Regions from separate parts of the Mus musculus genome. Here regions 1 and 2 are each linked to region 3. Evidence: chromatin contacts called from public Micro-C data. All regions are on one chromosome and are shown on one strand. Each heading gives the region's core, a stretch centred on a gene start, on an enhancer-like site or on the middle of the called end of the contact. The rest is flanking DNA. Distances are from core to core; before and after follow the strand shown.

Evidence for each region. Hi-C and Micro-C count contacts between places; a contact is called where the count stands out from the background.
Region 1: a contact with region 3 is called in a Micro-C map of granulosa cells, with 4 times the contacts expected there. The contact joins two enhancer-like sites. A contact is called at or near these places in 2 of 15 datasets of contacts at CTCF or cohesin (large pre-B cells and pro-B cells), 4 of 484 Hi-C or Micro-C datasets (bone marrow-derived macrophages, cortical neurons, granulosa cells and 1 more) and 6 of 115 datasets of contacts at active chromatin or transcription factors (the NIH/3T3 cell line, astrocytes, bone marrow-derived macrophages and 3 more).
Region 2: a contact with region 3 is called in a Micro-C map of granulosa cells, with 2.8 times the contacts expected there. The contact joins two enhancer-like sites. A contact is called at or near these places in 4 of 484 Hi-C or Micro-C datasets (the AtT-20 cell line, CD4 T cells, cortical neurons and 1 more).

Annotation. Positions count from the first base shown.
Region 1 is chr12:16,530,353-16,534,994 of GRCm38.p6, forward strand. No RefSeq gene overlaps it. Among named protein-coding and RNA genes, the nearest start is that of Lpin1, 57 kb to the right of the region's middle. Within about 2 kb of position 3,154, at least 209 of the 459 cell types and tissues checked have an H3K27ac peak or open chromatin away from gene starts, as enhancers often do. A contact at or near this core is called in granulosa cells, where this site is marked.
Region 2 is chr12:15,541,979-15,547,021 of GRCm38.p6, forward strand. No RefSeq gene overlaps it. Among named protein-coding and RNA genes, the nearest start is that of Gm40287, 62 kb to the right of the region's middle. Within about 2 kb of position 2,128, at least 5 of the 459 cell types and tissues checked have an H3K27ac peak or open chromatin away from gene starts, as enhancers often do. A contact at or near this core is called in granulosa cells, where this site is marked.
Region 3 is chr12:16,045,402-16,050,170 of GRCm38.p6, forward strand. No RefSeq gene overlaps it. Among named protein-coding and RNA genes, the nearest start is that of Gm36235, 32 kb to the left of the region's middle. Within about 2 kb of position 1,525, at least 19 of the 459 cell types and tissues checked have an H3K27ac peak or open chromatin away from gene starts, as enhancers often do. A contact at or near this core is called in granulosa cells, where this site is marked.

The DNA of each region.
Region 1 (4,642 bases), core at 1,904-4,403, 490 kb after region 3:
CTATGTCAGGGCTCCCTTCCTGTTGCTGTGAACAAACACTCTGACAAAACAAAACAAAACAAAACAAAACAAAAACAAAAGCAAAAAACAAACAAACAAACAAAAACCCACAACCACCTTAGGGGAGGAAAGTATTTATTGGCTTGCACTTCAAGGTCACAGGTCGCAGTCCATCATTGAGGGAAGTCAGGAAGGAATGTCTAGCAAGAACTTGAAGCAGACACCAGGATCGATGCTTCCTGGCTAGCTCTCTGGCTCACTTGGACTCATACTCAGCTAGATTTCCTTTGGTTTGTTTGTTTGTTTGTTTGTTTGCTTGCTTGCTTGCTTGCTTGTTTGTTTGTTTATTTAATGAAAGAAAGGGCCTCATCCAGGCATGGTGGTACACACCTTTAATCCCAACACTCAGGAGGCAGAAACAGGCAGATCTCTGGGAGTTCAAGGCCAACTTGGTCTACAACCCAGGCCCAGGGATAGAGCTACCCACAAAGAACTGGGTCCTTCTGCATCGGTGAATAATCAGGACAATCCCCCACAGTCATGCTCACAAGCCAATCTGTTCTGGGCAATTTCTCAGCTGGAGCTCTCCTCTCAGATGACTCTGGGCTGTGTCAAGTCGACCATTCAGGTTAACTTTAGAGTAAGCAGGAAGCCCCTCTCTCATCTTCAAGGTATCAGAGAGAGGAGGAATTACCCATCTTGGGCGGTCAAAGGAGATATTTAAAAGTCCCATGTCAACCTCAGATAGAAGCTAGTTCAACAGGAAGGTCAGGATTTGAGGCACTCGTCTCATATGCACAAGGCCCTGGGTTCCTTCCCCAGCACCAGACAGAAAATAAATCATAACTTCACCAACAGCAAGACACTCACATAAACATGGAATAACTGCTCATCCTCACTCTTAAAAGGTCAGTGTTTAATGACGATGACTGTCCTCCCTGCACAGAAGTTGAAAGAATCAAGGTGAGAAGTGAAACATCAAAGGCATCTCTTCTAAATCCAAATGTACCGTTTCTCAAGCCCACATCAGCTTTCCAGAATGTAGTAAGTACTAATGCTAACTGGAACTCTGACTACGGCTTTAGCTGCACTTAGTTCTAAGTGCATTTGGGCTTTACTAATGCTGAAGAGACTAGGGTTGTGCACAAAAAGAATTAAAGCAGAAAAACACGTTGGCTGGCTAGAGTAGTTGGCTACCATGAGTGAGGCCCTTAGTTCAATTTCCAGCACTGCTGTATGCCTGTAATGGAGGTGGTGGCAAGCAGGAAGATCCAAAAGTCAAGGCTGTCCTCAGTCACATAGCATGTTACAGCTCAAAATAACAGTAACATTTTGGGCTGCATATACATATATATATGTGTGTGTGTGTGTGTGTGTGTGTGTGTGTGTGTGTGTGTGTGTGTGTACACATACACGCTTCAGAGGACCTAAGCTTGATTCCCAGCAGTCACATTGGATCACTCAAAATCACACGTGACTCCAGTTCCAGGGGCATCCAGTCCCCTCTCCTGGCATCCACAGGCACCAGGCACACTCATGGTACTTACATACAAGCAGTCAAAATACTCATACACATAAATCGCTTTACAACTAACAGGGGTGGTGATAACTTGGTTCAGCTCCACAACATTTTGAAGATGAGTCTTTAAACTTGAGAAAACTGCCCTGTAGAATTTGCCCGCTTAGCCTTTGCTGGCTTATCCGAAGAAATAAATGTATAGAGAGCCCGTGAATTGGCCACTGGGGAAGAGCCTGATGAAATACACGTTGTTATTCAACCAATCCTATTACCATCATTATTTCCATGCTGCCTGGTAGACAGAACCCAAACTTCAGTCCAGATCTGAGTCACTTTCAGTCAGCTAAGGGATGGATCACCCAATCAGCTAATGCTGGGGGGTTGGTTTGATTTGGGGGGTTTTTTTTGTTGTTTTTTTGTTTGTTTTTTGTTTTTAGATAATCCTGAAAAATGGATCAAGATGACAAAGAACATTCTGGAAAGAAAGCACAAAGTCCTGAAATGAAAATATAACCCATTTCTTCTCAGCTTGGCTCTGCAGACCATCTCAGAAAAGGATGTTTTTACAGAGCAGAAACGTGACTGGCTGCACCTCCATTTACACTTCTTTGTTACAAAATGCATGTGACTTGTTGGGGTTCCAGCCTCGGGAGAAATCGGAGGCACTGGTGGTTACTTTCCGAAGTGAAACTTCCAACCACAACCTCCGGTGCACAAAAGGCGGAGTGAGTCACAGGAAGAGGCCACTTGCTTGCAAAATGCATTAAAAGTAATGCAGGCTGAATGGACTTCCTGCACCAATGAACAGATAGCTGGCATCGGGACAGGCTCCTCGAGGCTCCCAAACATTTCGGGGAGGACGAGACCATTAGAAATCTGGGCACATCCACCTCTACCCTGTTCCCTGCGTTCTCACTCTGCCCAGGCTGCCAGACCTGCTGTCTCCCAGGCCTGTGGCTCCCATCTGAGATTCCCCAGGAAGGCAGATCTGACTGGATGCTTCCACAGGGTCAGAAGGACACCTTGTGACTTAAGCAAGCACCTGTGGCTCGGTCTCCAAGATCCTTTAATACAAAGAGGTGAGGTGGTCTTTGTAGCAGCTTCTCCCGGTTTGAGCAAGTGGGGTGGAGCTGATGTGAGTCCTAGGCTGATAGCATTACAGCATTCCTGAGCTGGCCAGATGACAGACGTGAGCCCGGGCCTGGGCTGCAATGGTCCACAACATGTGAGTGCATCCGAACCCCATAGGACTTATTAAACTATTCTCGGAGGCCCACACCCACTGCTAGGGTCGGTAGGTCTAGGATAAGGTCCTAAACAATTTTATTTTTAACAAACTCCCAGGACAAACTCCCAGAACCTCCAGGGCCACAAAGAACAGATTTTAAATCTCAACAGACTGGCCTCCAAAGCTCACTTAAAGATTTGGGCCTCGGATTGAGCTCATCCAAGGGACATCCGCACTGAAACAGTCCCCTGAAGAAACTCCCCTGCCTCCACACAAATCCAACCCACAACCTGGCTGGTCTCCAAGCCTGGGACCACAGGGAAAGGCCTTTGTCAAAGCAGAGGCTGTTTTGAAAGGCTATTCGGTCAAACAAGAACCAACTGTGCCCCCCTGTGGCCACCGGCTTTCACTGACTTCCAGGATCAGCTTCTCTGGTCAGACTCTGCTTCCCTTTGGGGACCAAGCCTGGCTGTACCACAAGTGATAGCAATTATCCTCTTTGGTGCTACAGGATAAAAAGAGAGGTTACAAATGTAAAGTCTATCCTGGGGTGTAGAGCATGGACTTGCCTAGCATGCATGAAGCCCTGGTTCAATTCCCAGTACCAAATAAAAGACACTCATTGTGGCACATGCGTGCAATCCCAGCACTGGGGGTGGGGGTGGGGTGGCAGTAATGATCTAATTCAAAGTCATCCTTGACTATAGTGTTTCAGGCTATCCTCATGAGTCTGTCGGAGACACTGATGCTGCGAAGATAGCTCAGTGGATAAAGCACTTGCCAAACAAGTGAGGGGCCCAGCATTGAAATCCCCAGAACCCACAAAAAATTCAGATGTGGTGGTCACCTATAATCCTTGCAACTCACAAATCAGAAATGGAATCATTTTACAAGCTGACTTGAAAAGGGAAAACCCCTGGTGTTCCCCTGTACTGGGGCATATAAAGTTTGCAAGACCCTGGGGCCTCTCTTCCCAGTGACGGCCGACTAGACCATCTTCTGCTACATATGCAGCTAGAGACACGAGCTCTGGGGTACTGGTTAGTTCATATTGTTGTTCCACCTATAGAGTTGCAGACCCCTTCAGCTCCTTGGGAGTGGGTAGGTAGGGGAGCAGGGCGGGGAGGGTATAGGGAACTTTCGGGATAGCATTTGAAATGTAAATAAAGAAAACATCTAATAAAAATAAATTTTTTTTAAAAAAGGGGAAAACCCCGGAGACCCGTCACCTCTCGTATTTCAAGGGAATGGGCACAGTGCTGTTCACACTCCAGAACCATGATAGAAAACACAGATAGACAAAGATGGTCGAATGGAGTCTCAGCTCTGATGTTGGGACCAAAGGCCTCCTGAAGAGAGTTAAGTCCCAGAACCTGTTTCAAAACTGGGCCTCTTTAACTTTCCTCTATGACAATTCCATTCCAGGACCGACCGCACAGGGGTCACGAAAGCTGTCTCAGAGCTGATGGTTAAGACCAGTCCCCCCCACACACACCCAAATAGTTTTTGGCTTCTGATGCAAAATGGGAATGTGTTACTCTTTGAAACCAGACCAAGCCCTTCAAATTCCCAGGTGAACAAAGCTCGTCTCTGGGAAAGTCTAGGCATCCAAAAACTCATTCTGTCTGCATGGGGGTATGAACTGCGGGGACACAGGAGAGCCTTGGGTACCACCATGGAGGTCTGGTGTCAAAGGATAAAGAGAACACAGATGAATGAGTGGCCTATAGACAAGTTTATCCTGGTTTTTATTTCAGATAAGAGAGCCTCAGACACTGCAGTCAGGTAGCATAGATCTGTGGAGCTGTCCGAGGGTTTCTTCTGTCTGTAACATGTTGAATCTACAGACACCCGGGGACCTGTTAGAATTTGGACTCTTCAGTTTTTACCCAGAA
Region 2 (5,043 bases), core at 878-3,377, 500 kb before region 3:
CTCTCCTGCTCAAAGATCAGGTTTTTGTTATCATCTGTCCCAAATTCACATTAGTATCTCTGAGGACAATGGTGCCCCTCTCATAACTTTCTAGTAGAGTGAAATAAAAATCCTTGTGATCAGTGCAAGAAAATAAAAGCAAGATTAACTAGTGTCTACCACTAACCAATATACAACACATGTGGTCGAAACCTCTCTGCCAACATGAGGCAGAAAACAAAAACAAACAAACAAACAAACAAAAACCAAAAAAAAAAACCAAAAACAACAACAACAAAAAAACCTTCTATTTCACAGTTCAGATATAATTATTGGCCACATTTTCCCAAGCAAAGATGGTGACTTTGGCTCATTCCCTGGGAGACTTTTCTTCCGGTCTTGGCACAGGGGTTGGCTTTTCTTTAACAGATTGTAGTAATGTACCTTTCACTTGATCCAGTTCACTCATTTATTCATTCAAAAGATATCAGAACCCAAAATGATACTTGAGAAGTAGCAAGATAGCAAACCCACATATTCACAGAAACCAGGCACCACTGGCTGCATCTGCCTGTCAACAGCATACCAGATTGGTCCAGCAAATGATCAGTTAACTCTAGTGATTCATTCTCGACTTATAACATTTCCAAGATGCTGAAATTCACCCATTAGGACAAATTTGTGGATGGCAGCCATTCTTCCAACTATTGCACCCTTTGAACTCCTAAACAAATTATGTATAAATGTTCCTAAACATCACTGTGGAAAGTCCTTCCAGTAATGAATGTGACTCATGCTCTGAATTTCCAAGCAGCTATTGAATAACATGAGCCGAGTGTTTTGTCCATGGCCTTGACCTGACCATTTCCACTTTAAAGATGTTTTGGCTTGGGCATGATTTCCAGAGCTGAGGTGGGTAAGAAGTCACGATTGTACTTGCTTCCTCTTTCTACACATTCCCCATGTACTGATTTTCCTAGTAATATTACTAAAATACAATTTATAAGACACTAATCCAATCACTTGATTCCTTTGCTTATAAGCCATCAATCACCAAATCATAGCCACCACCAAGGTGCCATTTCCCTTCCAACTCACAAACTCTGAGCATTGAAGTACCCCCAGTGACACAGCATATTCACAGGCCATATTCGTGGACTTTCATCTGACCTAGCTCTCCATAGAATGGTCCTGAAGTGTCATTCTTCTCTCATAACAAGCAGTCCTCAAGACCCAAGTTGTCAAAAGTGACTATCTAAAAGAGCATTCACTGACAACGCTAAACACAGGTTCACATAGCCTTCCTAAGTCAGTTTGCCATCTCCCTCTTACTGGAATTTCTTGCTAGTAAGTATGCAGTTTTGTTAAATGGACTATATTTTTCTCACTAGTTATTGAAAATCTCCCAATGCCTTACTATAATTCCATAGATCACTGTGTTGGTTGCAAAGAGTGACTCTTAGGATTCTTCTCCAATGTTGTATTGTCATCTCAGAACTGTGTAGCCTAATGGACCCCCTTGGTAAACCTCTACTCCCAAAAACATTTACAAGTCATAGTACCAGCAAGATTATGAAGTATCAGTGAAAATGGTTGTGGGGCACTACAACATGAGGAACTCTATTACAGGTTCACAGCATTAGGAAGGTTAAGAACCCCTGGTATAGAGAGAATAGAGAAACTTGCCATATGGGCAAGAACTATTCATCAGACCATAGCCAATGTACAGCTTCATTCTTCACTAGCATGTGCAAGTCCTGGTGAAATGATTCTTCTGAGAGTGTCATGTCATATCACATATTTCATAGCAAGAGTCACTGGTTTACTTTCAGTCAGTCTAAGAGAGGATGAGGCATAGAGGGAAACAAGTCATTGACTATATAGAACACATAGATTTTCCCTTATGGAGTCTCACTTTGTACAGAACCTGTTCAATATGGAATGAATTCAGAGTGTGTATATGATGATTATATCCAAAATATGTTCATAAATAGTTTGCACTTGAATATCAATTGATATGTGATGAGAAAAGTTTTTGTTTGTTAATATGAATACTCACTGAGCACTTGCACAATATTTAAAGACTCACAAAGATGGTAGTCATCTTGCTGATATTACCAAAAGCCAGAATCATGTAGAGACAAGGCAGCTGATGTTCATCAAGGTCAGATAACTGGCCACTTATCAAAACCTTGTTGGCTACACTCTACTGAAGGCCCTTGGACCATTGCCACCCACATTGTGCATATCTTTGTGCTGCTTCTTGGCACATTTAAGGAGACTGTCCTGAGTTTCTAAAAATTGTCCCCAAGGATGGCAATGTGAAAGCACACCATGAGGGAGTAAGCACCATGGGCTTCTACCATGTAACGTGAAAGAGACCAGGAACTAAGCTTCCCTGAGTAGAAGGGATCACTGACCAAGGAAGTTTCTCAGGAAAACCAATTAAGCTTCTGTTTCCATGGAATATCTGGATTCCCCAACACAACACACAAACACACACACACACACACACACACACACACACACACACACACAAGTGTGGATATAAAACTGCTCCTTTCTGCCAACTCATATTGTTCAGTAAATAGACCTCACCATTTCCTGGGATATGAGCCAATTTGATTACCTCCTTTTTCCATGCTTGGAAGCTGCTTGGCCGTGATCTCTTTAACCTCTGCAAAACCATGGGAAATGAGCTTGTAAATGCTGTTAATCCTTGAGAAGATTTTAGATCTGTGGACTTAGGTGTTTACTGGGAAGACACAAATTTCTCTGACAACAGCTATCATCCTGGTCAACACAGAACTCTGGACAGCTCCTACTCTACCCCCACCTGAAAAAAGAATCGTAGGAAAATGGTCTTTGCTACCTCACCAGCATCCCAGCACACTTGGGCTTTCTTTGCTCTCCATTCTCAACTCTCTTGTTTGTTTTAAATGACCTTAAGAATCCCTCAGATTTTATTAATTGCTTTTCAGTTTTCTCCTAACTATTTTAGATTGGAGGCTGATGAGATGATTAATGTTAACTGGTTAATTAGAAATAAAAGTTATGCCGGGCATGGTGGCGCACGCCTTTAATCCCAGCCTTTGGGAGGCAGAGGCAGGTGGATTTCTGAGTTCCAGGCCAGCCTGCTCTACAGAGTGAGTTCCAGGACAGCCAGGACTATACAGAGAAACCCTGCCTCAAAAATAAATAAATAAATAAATAAATATGTAAATAAAAGTTATTTATTGTTCTTGAAACCAGCTTTGGAACACCCTCTGGCTTTCCTATGAACTTCTGCCATCACCAAACTCAGGTCAGACCCCTCAGCTCCAGTTTACTCATCCCCAGCATCTTCAGTTCTAAGAGGAAGGTCTTGACAGGTGCACAGAAAAATAAAGGCTTGCATAGGTTAATGAATTTATTGTACTTTTTTGATAGTAATGCTTTGGGTAGTTTATCTTTTGGCAAATATGATAAAGTTGTCCCTTAGTCTCCATTCATGTTTCTCTTATTTCTAGTGTCATTCCTAAACACCAGCCCTGGTTTCTCCAGCATCTGCCAATATGTAAGACCAATAAGCCATCTCGGCTTTAATAAATAGCACAATTCAGAGGCAGATCTAAGTATCTGCATGGATTTCCTGGATATCATTTCAAGTAACACAAAAGTGACAACTTGAGAATAAAATAAAGATGGAAAATAAATAAGTGCCACAGAATGCCTAAACCATAATAGAGCAATGGACAAGTTCTAGGGGGCATGAATATTCATGAGGTTTACAGTGGGGTGGCATGTGTACCTTCAGCTGCTAAAGCTCTAAGTAACTTGAAGAAGTCGGAAAGTGAGTATGGAATCTGATCTACCTGCCAACACAACTTACCTCAGCTCTCAGTTCAACTAGGATCAGAGAAGACAGACATAAAGGAATAGATGGGAGTCATTACCAGCCCTAAAGAACTTGGTTTTCATAGGCACTCATCTACTGCAAAGACAGACAGATTCTCTTCAGTGAGGATCATGACTACTGAGGCCAAGAGACATTTTCCTTTTTATTTTTCCAAAGAGATTGTATAATTGTTTGATGGTCAATAATTCCCTGCATTGTACTGGGGGGGGGGGCGTGTACCTCTCTAGAAGGATGGGGTTATTCATGTGTGTAAAGCAGCTTTGGCCTTTTCACACAATATAAATCTAGAATACAAAGATTTGTTCAGATCTAATTGATTATCCCATCTTCCTGACTTGTGATGATAGTGACTGGGTATGACCTTGAGCTAGCTCTTAGGATGCTGTACTGGCTGGTTTTGTGTCAACTTGACAAGCTGGAGTTATCACAGAGAAAGGAGCTTCAGTTGGGGAAATGCCTCCATGAGATCCAGCTGTGGGGTATTTTCTCAATTAGTGATCAAGAGGGAAGGTTCCCTTGTGGGTGGGACCATCCTGGGCTGGTAGTCTTGGGTTCTATAAGAGAGCAGGCTGAGCAAGCCAGGGGAAGCAAGCCAGTAAAGAACATCTCTCCATGGCCTCTGCATCAGCTCCTGCTTTCTGACCTGCTTGAGTTCCAGTCCTGACATCCTTTGGTGATCAACAGCAATGTGGAAGTGTAAGCTGAATAAACGCTTTCCTCCCCAATTTGCTTCTTGGTCATGATGTTTGTGCAGGAATAGAAACCCTGAATAAGACAGATGGGGATGGATTCATTGATGTATGGGAAGATGGAATTGACTCCCAGGGTTCTAGTCCATTCAAACTTTCATATCATAAACTGAGTGGCTTATAGATCATAGATCTTTATTTGTAATCAAATTCAGTATCTGGTATAGTACCACTTTCTTCTAAATGGAGAAGTCTCAGTGTCACTATGTATTGTGGGAGAGTTTAGCTAGCTTTCTGGGTCACTTTTCTATGCTATCTAGTAACATTAAAACAGTTTACAAAAGAACTCTTAATTATCCCCTCAAAGCCCCATATCTTTGTATCTTATCACGTGGAATATTAAGCTTCAAAACACAACTTAAGGGAGCATCAACACAAGTTCAGAACACCAAAATTTGAAAATTCCCTCAGCTCCCT
Region 3 (4,769 bases), core at 275-2,774:
AAAGAAACCAAGGTGACTATGACAAAAACACCCTCAACTAAGCTTACAGGACTAGGTGCTTTCATGTATATTTACTATACTTTACTGTGTCTGTCTGTCTTTCTCTCACAATCATATCCCTCTTTCTTGCTTTATGTTTTTGCATTTGATTTTTTTTAAAGATACTTAATTGTATTTAATGATGATATGCTTTACAGATATCTTAGACACATTTTGAAAATACATAAGAAGATAGGTCTAGGGATGGATTGGTTTTTGGATAGATGGATAGAGATGGATGGATGTAGTTGTCTACATGGATTAAGATGGGATGGATGAGCTGATTGAAGAATGGATGGATAAATACAGTTGGATAGATGGATGTATTTGGATGGATGGATGGATGGATGGATGGATAAATGGAATAAATAGATGGAATATTAGATACTCATTGGACAAAGCTATACAAATTATCTTTGAAATTATGACCTTTACAAGGTTATTCTAAGAGGAGGAGTGACTGTCAGCTATAAGGGAGGGCAGTTTTTATGAGGAGGGGACATAGGGTGAGGGGACTCTCGATTGCACTAATCTTTGGTGAACAGAGCTAATTAAATCAGTGACTTAGCACTCACATCATCTGGTTAATGCACCTCCAAATGGGCCCCAGATACTTTGGTCATTATGCTGATGGAAAGCTTTTGGGGAGAGAAAACACATCTCCCTGTGATCACCCTGTAATTATCCATTTCTTGCCTAGCTCTTGCTGGTTTTGATAAGATCCATTAGGATAATAATTACAGGCTCTGCTAATGTATGATGACTCTATAGACATACACTTCTTTCAGTCACTGTGTGAGACTGAAATACGTTAACCTCTTAAATGTCTTCAATCATAGACTGTGTCAGACCTGTATTAACAGCCTGGCTCCACTGCCCAGACTCCCGCTAGCTGCACACATGTGTGGAAACAAAGCCTTTTCATTTTGCTCATGGCTATTTCCCTTTTTAGGAACATGAAATGAAATACTGTGTTTATCCTGTAGGTCCCAAGAATGTACGTCAGCTGCGATGCCTGAAATAGACATGGTTTGCTGCCCTAAATATTTGATTCTTGAGTCAAGTTATTATAATTGCTAGACATCTTTCTTTAAATAGAAGGGGAAGCATAACAGCACATTTGAAATAAATGCCATATGAAGATGGAGCATAGTTCCCCAGGCTTAACGGATGCACTAAATACTGATGAGCATTTGAACTCATCTGAAGTTCTTTAGCTTTAAGGAGGCAGGATTAAACAGTCTCACACACAGTTAGGAGAGGGTTTGTAGCAGTTAAAGGGATTTCGGTTACAAAATGACATAAACTTAACACACCCTTTTGTAAAACCATTGTTGATCAGCCAAGGCTCCAACCCAAAGACTGCTGTTTCTGTTAGCCTGATAAGTATATTCAGATTAAAGAAAGAAGGCAAATACACTTACCACAGACAAAGCTTTGTAAAGGGCAACCTAACTGCCTTTGAATTTCTTGATAACTTATCTTCCACAAGCAGAGCAGAGCTGAAGCTGCCAGGCCACCTTGACATCTAAAGAGATGGCCTTCAGAGAGAGATATCTTCAAGGAGTCCTGCTTGGGATGTTATTAAGTGAGAGAAGAAAATAGAGACTGGGAGTTTCTGGGTATTCCTGGAGTATGGATTGTGGTGTGAAATGCCCACTAACATCCCAGTCTGATTCTTGTGATTTTGTCGGTGGTAGTGGTGGTGATGATGATGGTGGTGGTGGTGGTGGTGGTGGTGGTGGTGTGTGTGTGAGAGGGGGGGGGGAGAGACAGAAAGAGACAGAGGTAGACAGAGACAGAGAAACAAGAGAAAAAGGAGAGAATTTATCAGAGGCAACTTGATGAAGACAGATGACTTCTATTAACTTATGTCTACAGCAACTTGCTAATTTTTAGCCCATATTTACACTGTATTTTCTGCTTACCCATAGCCATGCAGGTTGCAGGAAACAGAGACTAAGTTCAGATGAGCATTGTACCCCAAATGTTGTTCATGGGGAAGAAAGTAATATTCACAAAGAGGTACAAAGAAGATTGTAAACTCATGGGACAGACCCTTATAATGAGGAAATGGGGAGATATTTAACACTTTGAGATGAGGCCCTGGCCCAGCTAGAAAGTGCAGGGAGCAAAACACTTCATGCTTCCCAGGCTGGTTTCTGTTTGACTCTTTGGATCTGGGCTTTCTCTTTTTATGCAGTAAAACAAATGCAGAAATGCAAGCTCAGTACACTGCTTATTCCTGGCTCATCAACATGCATGTGTGTGTATTTCTCCATGTAGCTGACTCCTTATTCACTGAGGTCTTTTTCTCACAATGGCTTGGGCCCATCTTCTCTACTTCCATCATCAGGAGCAATCCTATTCTGGTAATGTTGGCCATACTGTGTCAAGCACAGAGTATGTTTGTTGCACTGTAGACATTCCTCTTAGTTTTGGCAAGCAACATGGATTTCCATATTCTATCATATTACTAGCTTTCTTTCCCATGGACCATTGCTAACACCCATCCATTGTGCCACAGGTCCATTACTTCTATGCAGACCCTGAAGTAGAGCTTGAGAATCAGAGAATGCATGCATTATTCAGCTAATGTAGAGACTCTCCATTTGCAACCAAAGAGGCAGGAAGCCCACTACAGTCAGAGCAACTGTCAAAAGCAATGGCCAGGAATCAGAGGCAGGAGGAACGGGCACAGAGGAGTGCATACAGGGCATGAAAGATGACAGGCATTTTCCTAGAAACACATAACAGGAGATGCTTCATGGAATGACATCCAAAATGCTGAACAGAAGTGTTCTCCTTCTAAGTAAGTGGTTCTATAAAGATTTATTAATTATCCTGTGCCAGGTGATAGTCTAAACCCTAAGGCTCTCAATGAGTCTAACAAAAATCTCTACACTCATTCTCACTAGAGTAATTCTCACGAGGCATGAAAACATGATGCAGCATTTAAATGTGTAAGACCAAACACACAAAGGAAACCTATATAGTTTTGAAATGTTATCTTCACATCATATACTATTTTGATATATTTATAATATAGTATATTATTATATAATATATAATTATATTATAATGTGTTTATAATATATTATATTAGTCAAGAAGTGGGAGTGGGTGGGTAGGGGAGCAGGGAGGGGGGAGGGCATAGGGGATTTTCAGGATAGCATTTGAAATGTAAATGAAGAAAATATCTAATAAAAATTGGAAAAATAATATGCATACTATATTCAAATTGTATATACATTATAGTATACATTAATATAACAAGTTAAGATACAAAAAGCTAACTCATTTTTAAAAAGACAGATTTTATCTTTTGTTATGTGGATGGGTGTCTGTGTGCACATGAGTGCATGTGTCAGCGGAAGCTAGAAGAAGGTATCAGACTCCCTGGAGCTGGAGTTAAAGGCAATTATAAGTCACTAAGTGTAGATGTTGGGAACCGAATCTGGGCCTCTGCAAGAGCAGTGGCTGTTCTTAAGCCCTGAGCCATTTCCCCAACCCCTTACTGTTTTTTAAACTTTTTTTTTAAAGTAAGGGCTGCCTTACTTTTTAATTGTATTCATCAACCTATCTTCCTTTCTTCTCCAAAGAATCCTCCCTCCCTTCAGTAGTTCTCCCTTCCTTCTTTCTAAGATAGTCTCTCTGTCTCTGTGAATGTGGGTATCTCTGTCTGTCTCTCTATCTCTGTCTACATATCTCTTTCTGTCTCGGTCTCTGTCTTTCTCTCTGTGTATTTGTTCTTCTATCTGTCTGTCTCTTTTGTCTCTGTCTCTCTGTCTGTTTGTCTTTGTCTCTCTCTGTCTCTTTATCTTTGCCTCTGTTTTTCTCTGTCTCTGTCTCTGTCTCTGTCTCTCTCTCTCTCTCTCTGTGTGTGTGTGTGTGTGTGTGTGTGAGAGAGAGAGAGAGGGAGAGAGAGAGAGAGAGAGAGAGAGAGAGAGAGAGAGAGAGAGAGAGAGATGGGGGCTAGAACCCAAGGCCTCACACATACCATGTAAGCACTTTATTACTGAGCTACACTCCCAGTCCCATATACCTTATTACAAGTGCTATCTCAGTAGCTTTCTAACAGTCCATGCCTTGTGAACGCCACATGACAGGGATGGTATTTCAAGACATGTATAATCATAATATAATACCAAAAATAATCTATGATCTCTCTTCCTGACATGCTCTGAGTGACTGCTAACACTGCTGATCTGGAAGGTTCAGTGAACCTGAAACAGCAGGAAATGACAGATGTCAGTTGGTACAGGTGACACAGGTGGAAAAAGAAATACTGCCTGCCCACATTCACAGGCTCCGCCTGTCACTCCATTGAGAATCTGTAGAGCTTGATCAGGAACTGTCATGCAGGAAGAACCAACCATGATGTACAAATAGAGAGAAGCATGCAGGTGCATGGCAGACTTGAAAGGAAGAGAGAGAGAGAGAGAGCAGTGCGACCCACACTCAGAGTGCAAACAAGAACAAAACTGGCGGCAGCTGCGGAAGCCATGCGACTGAATGCTCTGACCTTGCCTTTCAGTTTTTTGACCTGGAAAACCAGAGAGCAACAATATCAGATCCGGGTTCTGAAACTTCAGGTTCATACTAAGAAGATACTTCATATGGTTCTTTAGTTCTTCTTCTTTTCTATGAAACACATTATATGAGAGCACAGAGCAGTAAAGAGAGTTTTCACTTTAAGCCTCTCAAATGTGCCCCCTGTCTACCAGCAG